Regions from separate parts of the Mus musculus genome. Here regions 1, 3, 4 and 5 are each linked to region 2. The links are chromatin contacts, called in public HiCAR-type, HiChIP or PLAC-seq and promoter capture Hi-C maps. All regions are on one chromosome and are shown on one strand. The core of a region is the stretch at or near the end of the contact, and the rest is flanking DNA. Distances in the headings are between cores, read along the strand shown. Region 1 holds the start of Snx25 (sorting nexin 25). Region 2 has its middle 7.7 kb from the start of Gm31111. Region 3 holds the start of Stox2 (storkhead box 2). Region 4 overlaps Stox2 (storkhead box 2). Region 5 has its middle 11 kb from the start of Gm39171.

Region 1 (2,700 bases), core at 26-2,525, 530 kb after region 2:
TGTGTAATACTTTGTTTTAAGCAAGCAAGTAAGCAAGCACTTTATTCATGAGTATTGTGACTTTTTTCCTTTTTTTTGATGAAATGGCACAATACTTATTACAGATGGAACAACCCCTTTACAGAAAAAAACAAAACAAAACCAAAAACCCAGTGTAGCCACAATATATAACACTGCATTGTAACACCTATGTTACTTGTCTGCTACTCGGAGGGCACTACCCATCACCATATTAGCGAACACTGCAAACCTAGGCTGCACACCTTTGATTCCAGCACTCTGAAAGCAGAGGCAAGTAGATCTCTGGGGGGGTCCAGACTAGCCTGGTCCACATAGTGAGTTTCAGGATAGCCAGGTTTACACAGAGAGACCCTGTCACAAAACAAAATAGTACAAGTTAAAGAACCTGGACTTCTTCATCTCAGTGTCATGGGGGTGCTAGCTCCTTATCTGTCAAGCTTCTCTTATTTTCTTATTTCATTTTTTTTTTTTTTTTTGTCTTCTCTACTCTATCTCCTCTCCCAGTGTCTTCAGAAATCCTTCATTTCCATCATCCCTCTAAGACAGTCAACACCCTTTATGGGCTTTGGCAGCTCTGTTACAGTATTGAGCAGCATTTGGACATCTTTCATCTCAGCAAACATCGTCTGTAGACTACCGGCTGCAGTCAAGAGAGGAAAGGAAAATATGTTCTCTCAAAATTCTTTGAACCAGTTTCTTTTGCGTGGGTAACAGCTTTTGTACCGAGTAGTTGTTGGCAACAAAAACACAAAATCGGAGCCAAATCGATTGTGGCAGCTATGTACACTCTCTGGCACTGGGGAGTCTTTCCATAAGTAAGTGGGAACCACAGGCTTCGCTTGACTCCTCCAGGTTTGTCTTAGTCCCCTACCCTTGGGCAGTGGAGTGGGGTCCGTTGGAAGAAAGTAGTAAAAGAGAGGATCAGGGACAGTACGAGGTTAATCAGAGAGCTAGAGAACAAGGCTGGCGTCTGGTATGGGGCTGTAGGCAAGGCGAGGAGCGGAGAGACGAAAATAAGGGGGTACCTGAGCGGAGCTCAACGCAGGCTTCTGACACCTGCAGCAAAATTTTCCACGAACAGACGCGGTCCCCGGGGGGCGGGGGCGGGGCTCGGGAAGTAGCGGGGTCCACTGCGATTGGTCGCGCCCCTTTCCGGCCGCCCCCGCCCCGGGTGGGCGGGGCGACCCCGCCCCACTGTCACTCAGCCGCAGGTCCCGCCCCCGCCCCCGCGCGTCTCGAGCCCTTGGGGTTTCAGTCCCCCTCGCGGTCCCGCTACCTGGGCGCGCCCGGTCGGCGGGCAGCTGCGGGCCCGGCGCGGGGCGGCGGCACCGAGGCGGGAGGGGGGGCGCGGCGGTGTCTGTTGGAGCGGTTCCCGCTCAGGGCCGCCGGCGAGGGCATGAGCGCGGGCTGCCCTTGCCTCGCGAGCGGCGGCGGGAGCGGCGAGGCGGCGGGGCGCCGCGCACAGGCCACGGCCCGGGGCGGCGCCGGGGGGCTGCGGGCCGGGAGATGAGCCTGTCGCCAGCGGCCCAGGAAGCAGCATGCACCGCGATGCCACCGACAGCAGCGGCGCCCGCCGCGGCCCCACGTCCGCCGCAGACGCCTGCCGCGCTGCCCGGGGCTCCGCGGACCGGCCGCGGACGGCGGACGGCCCGGGCTGGGGCTGGCGGGGGCCCGCGGCCGTGGCCGCCCTGGCAGTGCTGGCGCTGTGCTGCCTGGTCCCAGGCTGGGGACCGGCGGCGGGCACGGGGCCGGGCGCCGTGCTGCTGCGCCTCAGCCTGTACCTGAGCTGCGCCGCGGCCGCCTTGCTGCTGGGGACACTGGTCTCGCTCGTCTGCTGGAGCCCGCGCGCCCAGCCGCCGGACTTCGTCTCTTCCTGGAGCCGGCTGGCGGCGACCGTCCGCTGTCCGCTGCGGGTGAGTACCGGTCTCGACTGCCTCGCGTGCCCGCGGCCTCGTGCGCGCGCAGACCCCGGGGGGCTCCGGCCGGGTGGCCCTCCGGCAGCCGAAGCCCGCGGAAGACTGGGCTGCGCGGGCTTGGTCACGCGCGCCGTTTTAGGCGCTGTAGTTAACTCATCCACCATCCTCTGCACAGAGAGATCCATCCAGGCGGGTCTCCGATGTTGAAGTGCAGTTGGTGAGTGCCGAGAAAAATCCGCTTACAGCACCCACGGGAGGCAGGCTTCGCATTCATCACTGATGCTCCTGTTTGGTTCTTCGATCTGTAGTGGTTGGGAGATAACTTTATGACGGCTTACAGAAGAGAAAACTTGGTTAGGTCACCCAGTCCGAGGGAGCTCACTCAATGGGCCCCGTGTACTTCATACCTGTAAGGTCCTGTCTTCCACCATGTTGGTTAAGTTGTCATGCAGCTCAGGTGGATGTCTATTTGAGGGGGTTGAGGGGGTGGCATGCTCACCAGGAACCACTGTCGTTTGTTAAGAGGAAAAGCTGTCCTCAGGCAGGTGTAGGACATCAGGGTTGTGGTTATGTTGCGGAACGTAGGAAAGAACTGGATTTTCAACGTGCTTTGCCCTCCTTCCTACCAACCCTGTTTGCCTTAAATCAAACTTTACCTCCAGTCTGTTTATAATAACCCTTTAAAAGGACCTTCATTTTACCGGACTTGGCTGATTGATATCTTCATAAAACTAAAATTGCCCGAGATCTTGGGAGCCAGAGC
Region 2 (2,700 bases), core at 91-2,590:
ACAAGTTGGACCTCAATCAGTCCTCTACAAGAGCAACAGGTGCTCTTAACCACTGAGTCATCTCTCCAACATTTATATCTTAACTAGCATTTCTAGTTAATCTGACCTCTTATTACACAGTCCACATTATTTTTGTTTTAACCATCATCATATCATTATTAGCATCTCAATTTTAGGGTGTTTATGGAGAAGGAGCGTGTCCTTTTGAGTTGCTTTCACAAAACTATCAAGTACGGAGAGGAAGCATAGTGACTCACAGAGACTCCAGAATCAACAAACTAGGACATGCATCTTAAGCCCCCGACCCACCCATTTCCTCAACAGTGTCTTTTTATAAAGAAATGTATGCCCACTTTGAGTCACCTTTTTTGAATTTTTTAAAGTATGCTAGGCAAGTACTCTACCACTGAGCCCACCGCACTCACCCTTTAGCCCATTTCAATCTGAACTGGATGGGAATTGTAGTTCCTTAGAAATTACACCACACGCGCGCGCGCGCGCACACACACACACACACACACTTTCAGTTTTCCCTAAGTAGTATCTTCAAGACACATTAGTAGTAATAGGTTTTAAAAGATTAGAAAAAAAGGATTCCAGGCCAACACTAACAAAATCCTTAAAAACACCTGGTAAAGAAAGCACGCATACGTTTGCAGAATAAATTATCTGACAACTTATCTATAGTATTTTTATTTTTCACTAAAATGTCCGTGGTTTAAAGGGGGTGGGTGAAAGAAAAGAAAAGAAATGGTCACTAAACCACTATAACTCAGGATTGCTGGCCTGTCTCACTGATGATCTCTGACAAGTCCAAGGACTCGGCTGAATGACAAGAACAACAGCCAACCACCTGTAAGAGGACTGCCTGAAGGCGGAGCCAACGCCTCTCCCAGAAAGCAAGGTCTGTGCACACCAGAAAACGGGACAGATGCCGCCCTGTTATGGCTTGCTGTCCCCCTCTCCTCCCAGAAAAATACAAGCTAGTCCCAGTGACCTCCCAAAAAGACCCTAAATCCAGTAGTCAGCAAGGTTACTAACACTCCGGAAGTCCTTCGCAGGAAGTAAGGCTGCGCGGGCGGGGACACGATGCATCCTGGGAGATGTAGTCCACACTTGTGGCGCGCAGACGCAGTGGTAATGCAAGGTAGGCGTGCAGAACCCTGTGCGAGTTTAGTTTTCATTAATGATGTACTTTAAAAGGTATCAAAAAAAAGTCAGGTACTGGGGCCTAACGGCCTCGTTTCATATCACAGGGACAATCTATGAGTTCCTGCTAGACAGGAAGACTCGGTTTAGGAAGACAGTCCCTATCTAGTGGATCTGAAATAGATTGAGATAGCCCCCAAGTGGACAGTGAGGAGAAACCACATCTGTGCTATCAACAAACAGGTTGTTAAATCCAGGGAGGCAAGCCTTCCAAGGAGAGAAGTCCCACATCAGTCCCACTCTCTTTGAAATATAAGACTGCTATTGAAAATGTGTGTGTGTGTGTGTGTGTGTGTGTGTGTGTGTGTGTGTGTGTGTGTGTGTGTGCGCGCGCGCGCGCGCGCCAAAATCAAGATTAAAAAAGGTACCATCTGGAAGCTTAAACAGCAGAATGTTAAGATTAAGTTTTGGATCAAGAGATTACATTTCTGTTTCATGCATTTCATTATTTGGAAGGATAAAGAATCCCTTTTAGGTAGACTATGTCAAATGTAAAGCAAAGCATGTAGAATACATATTTTATACACCGGATATTTTCTACCATGTTATTTGAACATAATTTAAATTCATTCTCTCTCTCTCTCTCTCTCTCTCTCTCCTTCTTCTCCTTCTTCTTCTTCTTCTCCTCCTCCTCCTCCTCCTTCTTCTTCTTCTTCTCTCCTCCTCCTCCTCCTCCTCCTCCTCCTCCTCCTCCTCCTCCTCCTCCTCCTCCTCCTCCTTCTTCTTCTTCCCTCCTTTTTTTCTAATGGAACAACTCAGGAAAAAAAATTCTTTACAACGTGAATTCTAATTGTTGATAGCACTTGAACTATTAAGGATTTGTTAATATTATGTTTGTACTCTATGAGTTTGCTTAACTTGTTCTTTATTTCTTGTGTATTTTTTATAGATCCTTTAGGATTTTTTTCTTAATATGGACAACCTCGTCATCTTCAAATATAGTCTTTTTTATTTTTTCCAGCATGTGTGTTTTATATACTTTATTGCCTTGTTGCAATAGTTGGGACAGAAATGAGGGCAGTCACTACTGGCTTCTTCCTCGGATATAAAGAGAGAGCCGTTCAGTCTTTCCCAGAGGACTGGGTATTGACTATGGATTTGTTGTTATTGTTTCTCTGTTGTTATTGTATCTCTTTTACAGATATCCTAGGGGTTTTTTTGTTGTTTTTTTGTTTTTTGGTCTATTTTTAGGTTTCTGAAAGTTCTGAAAGTTACCGTCTAAGCTTGGTCAAATTCTTTTACTTGAAATGGTGGTGTGCTTTTGGGGTTGTTTTTGTGGTTGGTAGTGTTGATGTTGATTGACACACTTAGTTATATTGCTTGGTTTTTCAGAGTTCAAACAGGTCTTTCATCCCTAGGTTGAACACGGGGTAATGTTATTCCCATAAAATAAGTTAGAAGATACTTCCTCCTCTTTTCGTTCCTGTAGTTGTTTATGTACAATTTGTATCATTCTGTCTCCTGTTGATGCCATGGTTCTTTTCATGTATC
Region 3 (2,700 bases), core at 13-2,512, 600 kb before region 2:
CCGCCCACGGCTTTCCTGTTCAGCTCTGACTCCAGCCATACTGGCCTTCTTGCATTTCTTCCAACAGAAACCAAGACTGGTTTAGACTTCAGGACCGTCGCACTTGTTCCCATGGCCCTGGACACCAATCCCTTCACTCTTTGAGGGGCTCTTCATGCTCTAGGCCCCAGCTACTGGCATGCCTCACAGAGGTTAATGCATCTTTATAAAATGTGGCACAACTTTTGGCTTTAACTCAGCTTCCTGCATTTCTTTTCTGCTGGACCATTCATTGCATGGGACCATATTTGGTATGTTGCCTATTTAATCTGCTCAGTGAATGAATACCAAAGTTGTCACATGATCACAATCCCTCTTAAGTCATAATTACTGCAAAAATTTGTGTGACCATTTTGGTGTCTTGAGAACTGATGTTTTGTTGATTTGAGATACCTGAATGTCAGTAACGCCCATTCGTGAAAACATTAACAAAAAATTCACCTCTATGGCCCTTTACACATTGATCTTCTAAACCAGTCGTCTTTCTGTTCCTTGCCATTTTAGCAAAGGGTACCTTTTAAAGGCTTGTCTTGAATCTAAAAGGAGGTCGCTAAACATTTAGCTAATAGGTTTGTAGTTAGTAATTAATATTGCTTGATGTAGTTATAGGTTTTATATGCGACTTGTGGCTTTTTATCCCCACCCCCTTGGTATCCACAGAGAGGTTGTTCTGGCTATGTATTACCAAGCCACATACTGGAGATGGATGATGGCCTCCCTTCTAGATCTCATTGCCTTTCTGCCTCCTGGATGTCTTGCCAGAGCTTCCTGAATCTTAACCCTTTAGGGCCCTCCGACTGCTGAATACACGTTTCCATGAAGGCTTCCTATTGCTGGCTCTGCATCTTGTCACCCATCAGCGTGGAATGCCACCTTTAAAAATGATTGGGAACGTCTCGTTGTCACAGATGCATTAAAGAAAAGGAAAAAAAAAAAAAAGAAAGAAAGAAAGAAAAAAAAAAAAAAAAACCACCCAGCTCAAACGGGAAATGACAGATCACCTCCAGAGGCAATCAAGTTTATTCTCCTTGTTTAGAGCTCAAAACGCATTTTTGGCAACCCAAATGGGGAGGTGAGAGTGGTGGATAAGAATGGGAGTGGCGGCGCGTGGCGGGGCTGGCGGCCAGGCCGGGCGCCTTTAACTCGGCGTGACCTCGCGTCTGGCCCGCGCCCCCTCCTCCGCGCGCACCGCTGTCCTGCAGCGATTGGTGCTTGGACCATAAGCAGCTGTGCAGGGCCCGGCGGTGCAGAGGCCCCGGGCCCGCCAGCGCAACCAGGCCATTGGGGAGTGACTTCCACTCAGGATCGCAGAGGGCGCAGGCCGTTGGCGCGTGGCAGTCGGCGTGGGCCTGGCGTCCCCGCGCGTTCGCGGCGCCCCGCGTCTCCGGCTGGGCGCAGGTGGACCAGGCCGGGCGCCGCAGATCAGCGCGTTCCCACGAAGGCTAGCCCTCGGAGCGAGGGGGAGGGACCATCGGAAAGACGTGGAACGATCCGCGCGGTGTCATCCGCAGGGCCCAGGCCCCGCGCCGCCGCCGCCGCCGCCGCCGTCGCCGTCGCCGCTGGGGCTTTGCTGCGGGGATCTACGCCGAGCCTCCGCGCTGCCCCGAGATTAGCATGACACTGGGTAGCCGTCCCGCTTTCGGCGGTGCCAGAGCGCAACGCGCTAGTCCCCGAGCCGCGATGGCCTCGCGCGGGGGCCGATCGCCGGGCTCCGCAGCCACCGCGGCCCGTGAGTAAGAGTATGCCTGCGGCGGGGGACCCACGCGTGTCGGCACGCGCCCCCACCCTCCCGCGCCCCCGCCAGCCTCGGAAGGAGGAAGCCTGACGGCGCGCCGCGGTCGCCAGCACCCAACGGGGCTCTTCCTGCGTTGTCGCAGCGGCGGTCCCGGTGCTCCCGTGCGCCCCCCGTTCGAGCCTCTGGAATGAAGACTGCCTCCCGAGGACTGCGAGAGAGAAGCAGAGACAGCGGGCGCCGGGGACTGCGGCCCTCGCGGCTGGGAGGTCCAGGGGGACGCGACTCGGACGCTGTCATCCCCACGCCTCGCGCTGAAGCCTCCTAGTGCGGTTGGGGCTGCCGCCCACCGGTCAAGCTGCCGGGGCGTGCGATCCCGGGTCGGCCCCCGGAGGCCTCGGCTTCCTCATTTGTTTGGGTCTTTTGTGCTGTGGCGCACAGTTGGCTAAGCACTCCTGCGCTGAATCGGGCCATTGTCTGCGCTCCCATTGCTTCCACGCTGCAAGTCTCGGCGCCCCCACCCGGGCCGCCCCCTCCCGGCCGCCGAGCCTCCCAACGTGCCTTCCCCCTCAGGAATCTGGAAGCTGGAAGCCCGGCGGATTGCAAATGAAGTGGAATGCATTGTGGGACGAGTGTAAAATCCGAGCCTTCTCCGTGGGGGTGTGGGGGGGCGTGGGGAGGGCCGGACCTGCCGCCGGCGGTGTAGACACCGACGAGAAGAGGGGCTGGGGGAAAAAATGTGCGCAGAGTCCTCCCGGGTCGTGGCCTCGGTAGACGGATGAAGCAGCGCGCTGCGCCCTGGCGCTGAGGCCCTACTATCGGGGCACCAGGGTCGCCCTTTCCCACCATGAAGAAGACCCGGAGCACAACCTTGCGGCGAGCCTGGCCTAGCTCGGATTTCTCGGACCGGGCCTCGGACCGCATGAGGT
Region 4 (2,700 bases), core at 9-2,508, 560 kb before region 2:
CTACCTCCTCCTCGGTTACTCGGGGGCTACAAATCTGCCCATTGCGGATTATTTCACACTGATAAAAATGAATAGCACAACCACGGAGGAAACAGAATCCAAGTCGGTGTTCCCAGGCTGTTGTTGCTCTCCCCCTTTTCTCATTTGATTCAAATCAGTGCAGACTGGCCTCCTTCGCAATAGCACTTGCACCTTCTGAACTTCGATGTTTGCTGTCTCTGCCCGTTCAGCTTGCTCAGAGCTAATTGTGTCGGTGGCAGGCTCAGATACCTTCAAATTTAAGATGTTTACCTTCAAAGATGCCTTTGGTATCCTCCCCAGTGACAAAGGTTTGGCTCAGGACGCAGAGGGAATTTTCAGAAAAGACGATGAAGGGAGGAGCCATCATCCTTGAAGCAGTTGGGAATGTTGGATTTATTTCTCTTTGCTTTGGTAAACAAAAGCTGGCATTTCTTTCCATGGGTTCTCAGCGGTGGGGCTGCCACCTTGGTAGAGACTGGTGGGCAAATGGAACCCATGCAGTAGGTTGCCAGCCTGGCGATTTTTGCCAGAACTTCTCTAAGCACTTGCCATATTGGCAGTGCCCCCTCCACCCCCCAATCCTCTCTGTGTTTGTTTATTTATTTATTTATTTATTTACTCACTCACTCTGCTTGCATCGTGGAATTCTGGGTAAAGCTGTTTTAAGTCAGAATCATGTTAAAACAACAACATTTAAGAGAACATTTTGACCAAGAACAATGCAAATATTGCAACATACGTAATCTATGCCAAATTGGCTTACAGATTTCAAAACAGGAAGAGTGTTGTTAGCGACGTTCATGGTTTGGTTTTGCTTTGCTGCAGATTAGGTTTAGCGACAAATTCCATCTGGCTACAGCTACATGCAGTCTCTCCATTGATTGGTTATATTGGGACTTCATGGGAGTGTCCTTCAGTTAGCTTTTCCCAGCATTTTTTAAAGCTTCATTGAAGAAAAAAATGGGGTGGGGGGGACGGGGAGGGAGAAAAGAGAAGGACCCTGCATTGTTTTAATTTGCGTCCAACATGCAAAACATAGTTCTAAAATTTTAATTAGCTAAGTGAGCGGTGAAAAGAAAAAAAAAAGTAATAGAACAAGCCTCGGTGAGCAGCTGGGATGTGTTGCCATGACAACAAGTTCAGCAGGGCTGCCAGCGAGCATGTCAATGGGTAATATTGGGAGAGGGCTTTGCAACAGTGCCTGCTAGCCACAATGTGATTGGTCACGCCTCTGTTGTCTTTGTGTGAACCGGTGGATGCTGGGTAAGACCCAGAGTGAATGCTCAGCTTGTCTCAAGGCTGCAATGAGGTAATGCTTCGGAATCTTTGGGGATTAGGAGCTCCTGGCTCCGAAAGACTGCAGTTTAGAGCGCTCTCCTTTCTCTTTGCCTTAATTACTGACTGTAACCCGTAAGGAAGTTTTACAGCTGCCTTCATTTGTTCTCTTATATGGGCTTGCGTTGTATTACAGATAACACGTGCAGACGTGGCATATAGAATCTCAAGCGTAGTCCAAAAAAAAAAAAAAAAAAAAAAAAAAAAAAAGAGATAACCCTCCATGTTATTCATCCTGCATAGAGTCAACATGCATTTGATCTCTGGCATCAGTGACAATCTCTCTTGGTGGATAAATGATATTTTAAAGTGCATTTGTGTTGGGTAAGCAAACTTGTTCCTATCTGGAGACGATTTTGGCATTGATTACTTTTTAGAGTCTTTTGTATGATTCGTGTTTATGATAGCCATGAGGGGGTTGCAGAAAGTGCCAGTTTTGCTCGTTTTTGATTCCTTGAGATTGGCCAGTTTATATCCTGATAATGATCCTACAGGGTTTTTTTTCCCCCCATTTATCGAACAGAATACGTGGCTGCTTCAGAATGATCTACTGAATAAATGCATTGACCGTTCAAACTCGAATCTAAAAAGGAAGCCGAGTTTACAGACAGCAGAGAGGGAGGGCTGTGGATGGGTGGTTTGTGAAGCACGGAGGGTGCTGGTGACAGAGACAAACCCCTAAGCCCCGACCCTGGTTCTCTGTGGCACCGTGACTCAGATCCTCTCCAGGATCTGTTCAGGTAGTCTGGGAACGTTTTGTCAGATTTGTGGGTAGTAAACTGGTGCCCTATGACGGTCGGGGCAGCGTCTACATCGGTGGTGTCCCTAACTAGTGGGGGGAACTGCACTGGATGATTGGATTCACCCCAGCTCCAGAGAGACGTGTGTGAGCCAGCATTTGGACCCAGCTGCTGCTGTATTGGCTTCTTGTTGTATTCACCTTGCAAACTGTTCCTAGAAAAGGCCTAAGTCTTTAAATGAATAAGCAGAATGAAACCACCTCAGCAACAAGGAATGCCTATTTCTGCCCCTGCAGAGCATGGTGAACTCTGCCAGTTGCCCAGCTTTATCTGAGGTCAGGCCACAGACGTGTCTCAGAACCTAGTTGATCCAGCGGGACCATCACCTCAGGAAATTCAAAGCTGTTAAGCAGTGGGTAGAAGGTTCTGCCGTGCATCAAACTGACCCCTCTATGCATTTAAAGACTTGAAAGCCTGGTTGACTTTCACTCTGTTTATATGTCTTTGAGAATAATAGACCTTCCTAAAGAGAAGTAGAGGGAACGTTGTAACTGGCTTTTTAAATAATTAATTGGAAACATTGTAGCAAGAGTACCATCTTGTG
Region 5 (2,700 bases), core at 113-2,612, 650 kb before region 2:
TGCTGTGGGTCTTGAGAACTGAGTTCCAGTTCTCTGGAAGAGCAGCGAGTGCTCCTAACCTCCAAGCCATCTCTCAAGCCTGGCACTGGTTCTTAGGGCTGAATAATTCTATTCCTCTTCCAACTGAATATTTTTAATATAAATCTTTTTTTTTTGATCTGTTAATGCAACACAGAATTCCACAGAAAAGATATGGAGTCTAATATGCTATTTTCCTGGGAAAAAAGCATGCATCGGGCTGGCGAGATGGCTCAGTGGTTAAGAGCACCGACTGCTCTTCTGAAGGTCCCGAGTTCAAATCCCAGCAACCACACGGTGGCTCACAACCATCTGTAGCGGAATCTGATGCCTTCTTCTGGAGTGTCTGAAGACAGCTACAGTGTACTTACATATACTAAATAAATAAATAAATAAATAAATATTTTTAAAAATGCATGAATTATGGCATTTTGTGTATCTCGAGATCTCCTTTGTATCCCTATTGCTAAGTTTAAACTAGCATTTCTTTAATAGTTGTTTAAAGTCTAGAACTAGAGTAAAATTTAGACATATGGGAAGCCTTTCATCACCCTGGCCTTCTGCTTGTCACCAGTAGCACTTCTGACACTTTGTTTCCTGCCTGAGCAGCTGGACTGGCAATTTTGTTGTGCTGATGGGAAACAGAGAGCAGTTTAAGTTAATTTTTTTACTTGAGCAAGAAGTAGGTCCTAGGCACAGGCTATAATCTTATTACTCTGTGAGGACTGAAAGTTCTGGGTCAGCCTGGGCTACAGAGAGAATTCTAGACAAGCATACAGCATGGCGAGACACTGATTCAATAAACAAACAAAGAAACAAACAGGAAAGAAAAAGAAAAACAAAGAAGCCTACCACCAAAATTAAAAATAAAAAAGAAGAGGAGGTGGAGGGGGAAGGGGAGGGGGAGAAGAGGGAAGAGGAAGAGGAAAGTTTGTAGAACCTAAACCTTTGCAGATGGTTCTGAGTACTCCACGCCAGGCAATCTACTGATTTTTGCTGTCTCCCCAGGCTCAGGCTATTTCTGTAGCTTTAAGGAAGAGATACGTATTGATTGTACAGCTATTTGCTTCCAGTCCTGCAGGATCTAGCCTGTCTTTAGTACACATGACAGAACCAATCAAGCACGGAGCGCTATCTTAAGATACAGTTTGTCACCCAGAGGGAAGAAAATCGGCAATAAAGACATGCAAATCCCTCCACTGTGATGCTGTCAGGCATTGTCAGAGGGGCTGGAAAGCTACCGAGGAGCCCACTTCTGTGTCAGCACCGAACAGGTTATAGTTATAGCAAGAGAGAGGAAGTGACATAGAGAAGCAACCTGATTGGCCACAGTCAGCATTCACCTTATATGGGCATGGCCTGATCGGCAGCAGCCAGGACTGGGAAAAGCCTGATGGCTGTGATTGGCTGAAACCTAGTTGCTTGGTTACAGAGGTACAATCTTAGGTTAGGCATTGTACTTCATTGGGAGGCTGCTTTGGGACAAGGTGTGTTACGCAAGTACAGTTATAGGTACCGGCTGTACTTATTTGTTTAATCATAATAAATCAACCTTTTAATGTTGCTGATTCGATTCGAACCAACTCTGCACTTAAGAGTATGTAAAATACTAGGTGGTTAGAAGAGAGACAGTGGAAACAGTGACTCCGAGCTTGTAAGTTAACATGACCAGAAGTAGTTTGTCTTTATACTCTGGTACACATTAGAGCGAAGAAAAAGGCCCCTCTTTTGTTTATATTTTTAATCCTCTTGGTCAGGCTCTATTTCACCTGTTAAAGAATTGGTGGCTAGGCTTTTGTTGACTGTTTCCTGTCTAGGACAGAGGAAAAGCAGCCCAATAGGTTTCAGAGTAGATGAGAGCAGATGCGTGTTTGCTACCCATATCCATTGTATACAACGCCTGATATGCATGGGGGGGGGGGTTCCTTCTCAAAAGTCTCCATTTCCATTTGCTGACAGAAGTCTAGGAATTTCACTACAGCTATAACCGTGACACTTCCAGACGCCTTCTTGAGACTATTTGACTGCAGGGTTAAATAGTGATCTTTAAAATATGAAAACAAACTCAGTCTGTTATGTATAACATGTATGAAATTGGATAAACAAATATAATAAACAATAATAAAAATGTTGCAAGGAGGGAGGTAGAAAGGTCACACAGATAAATCTGGGAGGCTGGAACACAAGGCCACAGCAGAGAAGGGCCAGGTAAGCCGTCTCCTGGCCTGGGATGCCCTGGGAGGTTGTGTCAGATGAGCCTTCAGTGGACGTTTAGTCTCTTGTTCTTGGTCACTTTGTTATCAAAAGCAAATAAAAAATGTCACAGTCTTTCAGGACAGCCTTATTCCCCTGGTGCTTTATTGTAGGACATGGGACAGAGATGGTGACTCTGTCCTTTTATAACCTGCTGAGGAAGTGTTCCTTTTAGAGCCTTGACATCTGTTTCCCATGCCAGCCTGTCCTGTAATTAATGCTTGCCCCACATAGTCACTCTTTGTTGGTATCCATTGGAACAGTTTGTTGGCTCTGCCCTGGGCTTACCAGATAGAAAGGCGGGTGGCTTCTCTTTGGATGGTACATGGCTTATCTCCCACAGTGAGTTAAGGGGGAGGGGGCAGGAAGTGGGCAAGACTGCCAGCCTTCTCAGAGCACAGAGGATCAGAGCAGATCTAGAGCAGGGAG

What was found. Promoter capture Hi-C pulls out the DNA fragments that hold promoters and counts their contacts. HiCAR-type assays count read pairs that join an accessible place to other places. HiChIP or PLAC-seq counts read pairs in DNA pulled down with a chosen protein or histone mark.
Region 1: a contact with region 2 is called in a promoter capture Hi-C map of pre-B cells, with 3 times the contacts expected there. The contact joins the promoter of Snx25 here to the enhancer-like site in region 2. A contact is called at or near these places in 3 of 39 promoter capture datasets (the C10 cell line, liver and pre-B cells), 3 of 484 Hi-C or Micro-C datasets (CD4 T cells, erythroblasts and uterus) and 2 of 115 datasets of contacts at active chromatin or transcription factors (bone marrow-derived macrophages and embryonic stem cells).
Region 3: an H3K4me3 HiChIP or PLAC-seq map of forebrain shows a contact between it and region 2, with 4 times the contacts expected there. The contact joins the promoter of Stox2 here to the enhancer-like site in region 2. A contact is called at or near these places in 1 of 484 Hi-C or Micro-C datasets (cortical neurons) and 13 of 115 datasets of contacts at active chromatin or transcription factors (SST interneurons, astrocytes, cardiomyocytes and 10 more).
Region 4: a contact with region 2 is called in a HiCAR-type map of astrocytes, with 2.3 times the contacts expected there. The contact joins two enhancer-like sites.
Region 5: an H3K4me3 HiChIP or PLAC-seq map of stem cell-derived neural progenitor cells shows a contact between it and region 2, with 4 times the contacts expected there. The contact joins two enhancer-like sites. A contact is called at or near these places in 1 of 15 datasets of contacts at CTCF or cohesin (large pre-B cells), 8 of 115 datasets of contacts at active chromatin or transcription factors (astrocytes, differentiating embryonic stem cells, embryonic stem cells and 2 more) and 1 of 9 other capture datasets (embryonic stem cells).

The regions. Positions count from the first base shown.
Region 1 is chr8:46,151,016-46,153,715 of GRCm38.p6, reverse strand. It overlaps Snx25 (sorting nexin 25), which reads left to right and starts at 1,275. Exons shown (of 19, transcript NM_001372342.1): 1 at 1,275-1,934. The coding sequence starts at 1,560.
Region 2 is chr8:46,685,386-46,688,085 of GRCm38.p6, reverse strand. No RefSeq gene overlaps it. Among named protein-coding and RNA genes, the nearest start is that of Gm31111, 7.7 kb to the right of the region's middle. Within about 2 kb of position 1,340, at least 439 of the 459 cell types and tissues checked have an H3K27ac peak or open chromatin away from gene starts, as enhancers often do. A contact at or near this core is called in SST interneurons, astrocytes, bone marrow-derived macrophages and 14 more, where this site is marked.
Region 3 is chr8:47,287,964-47,290,663 of GRCm38.p6, reverse strand. It overlaps Stox2 (storkhead box 2), which reads left to right and starts at 1,262. Exons shown (of 4, transcript NM_001114311.1): 1 at 1,262-2,700. The coding sequence starts at 2,619.
Region 4 is chr8:47,241,314-47,244,013 of GRCm38.p6, reverse strand. All of the region lies in intron 1 of Stox2 (storkhead box 2), which reads left to right. Among named protein-coding and RNA genes, the nearest start is that of Gm51570, 22 kb to the right of the region's middle. Within about 2 kb of position 1,258, at least 185 of the 459 cell types and tissues checked have an H3K27ac peak or open chromatin away from gene starts, as enhancers often do. A contact at or near this core is called in astrocytes, where this site is marked.
Region 5 is chr8:47,333,038-47,335,737 of GRCm38.p6, reverse strand. It overlaps a transcript of Stox2 not described here. Among named protein-coding and RNA genes, the nearest start is that of Gm39171, 11 kb to the right of the region's middle. Within about 2 kb of position 1,362, at least 169 of the 459 cell types and tissues checked have an H3K27ac peak or open chromatin away from gene starts, as enhancers often do. A contact at or near this core is called in differentiating embryonic stem cells, embryonic stem cells and stem cell-derived neural progenitor cells, where this site is marked.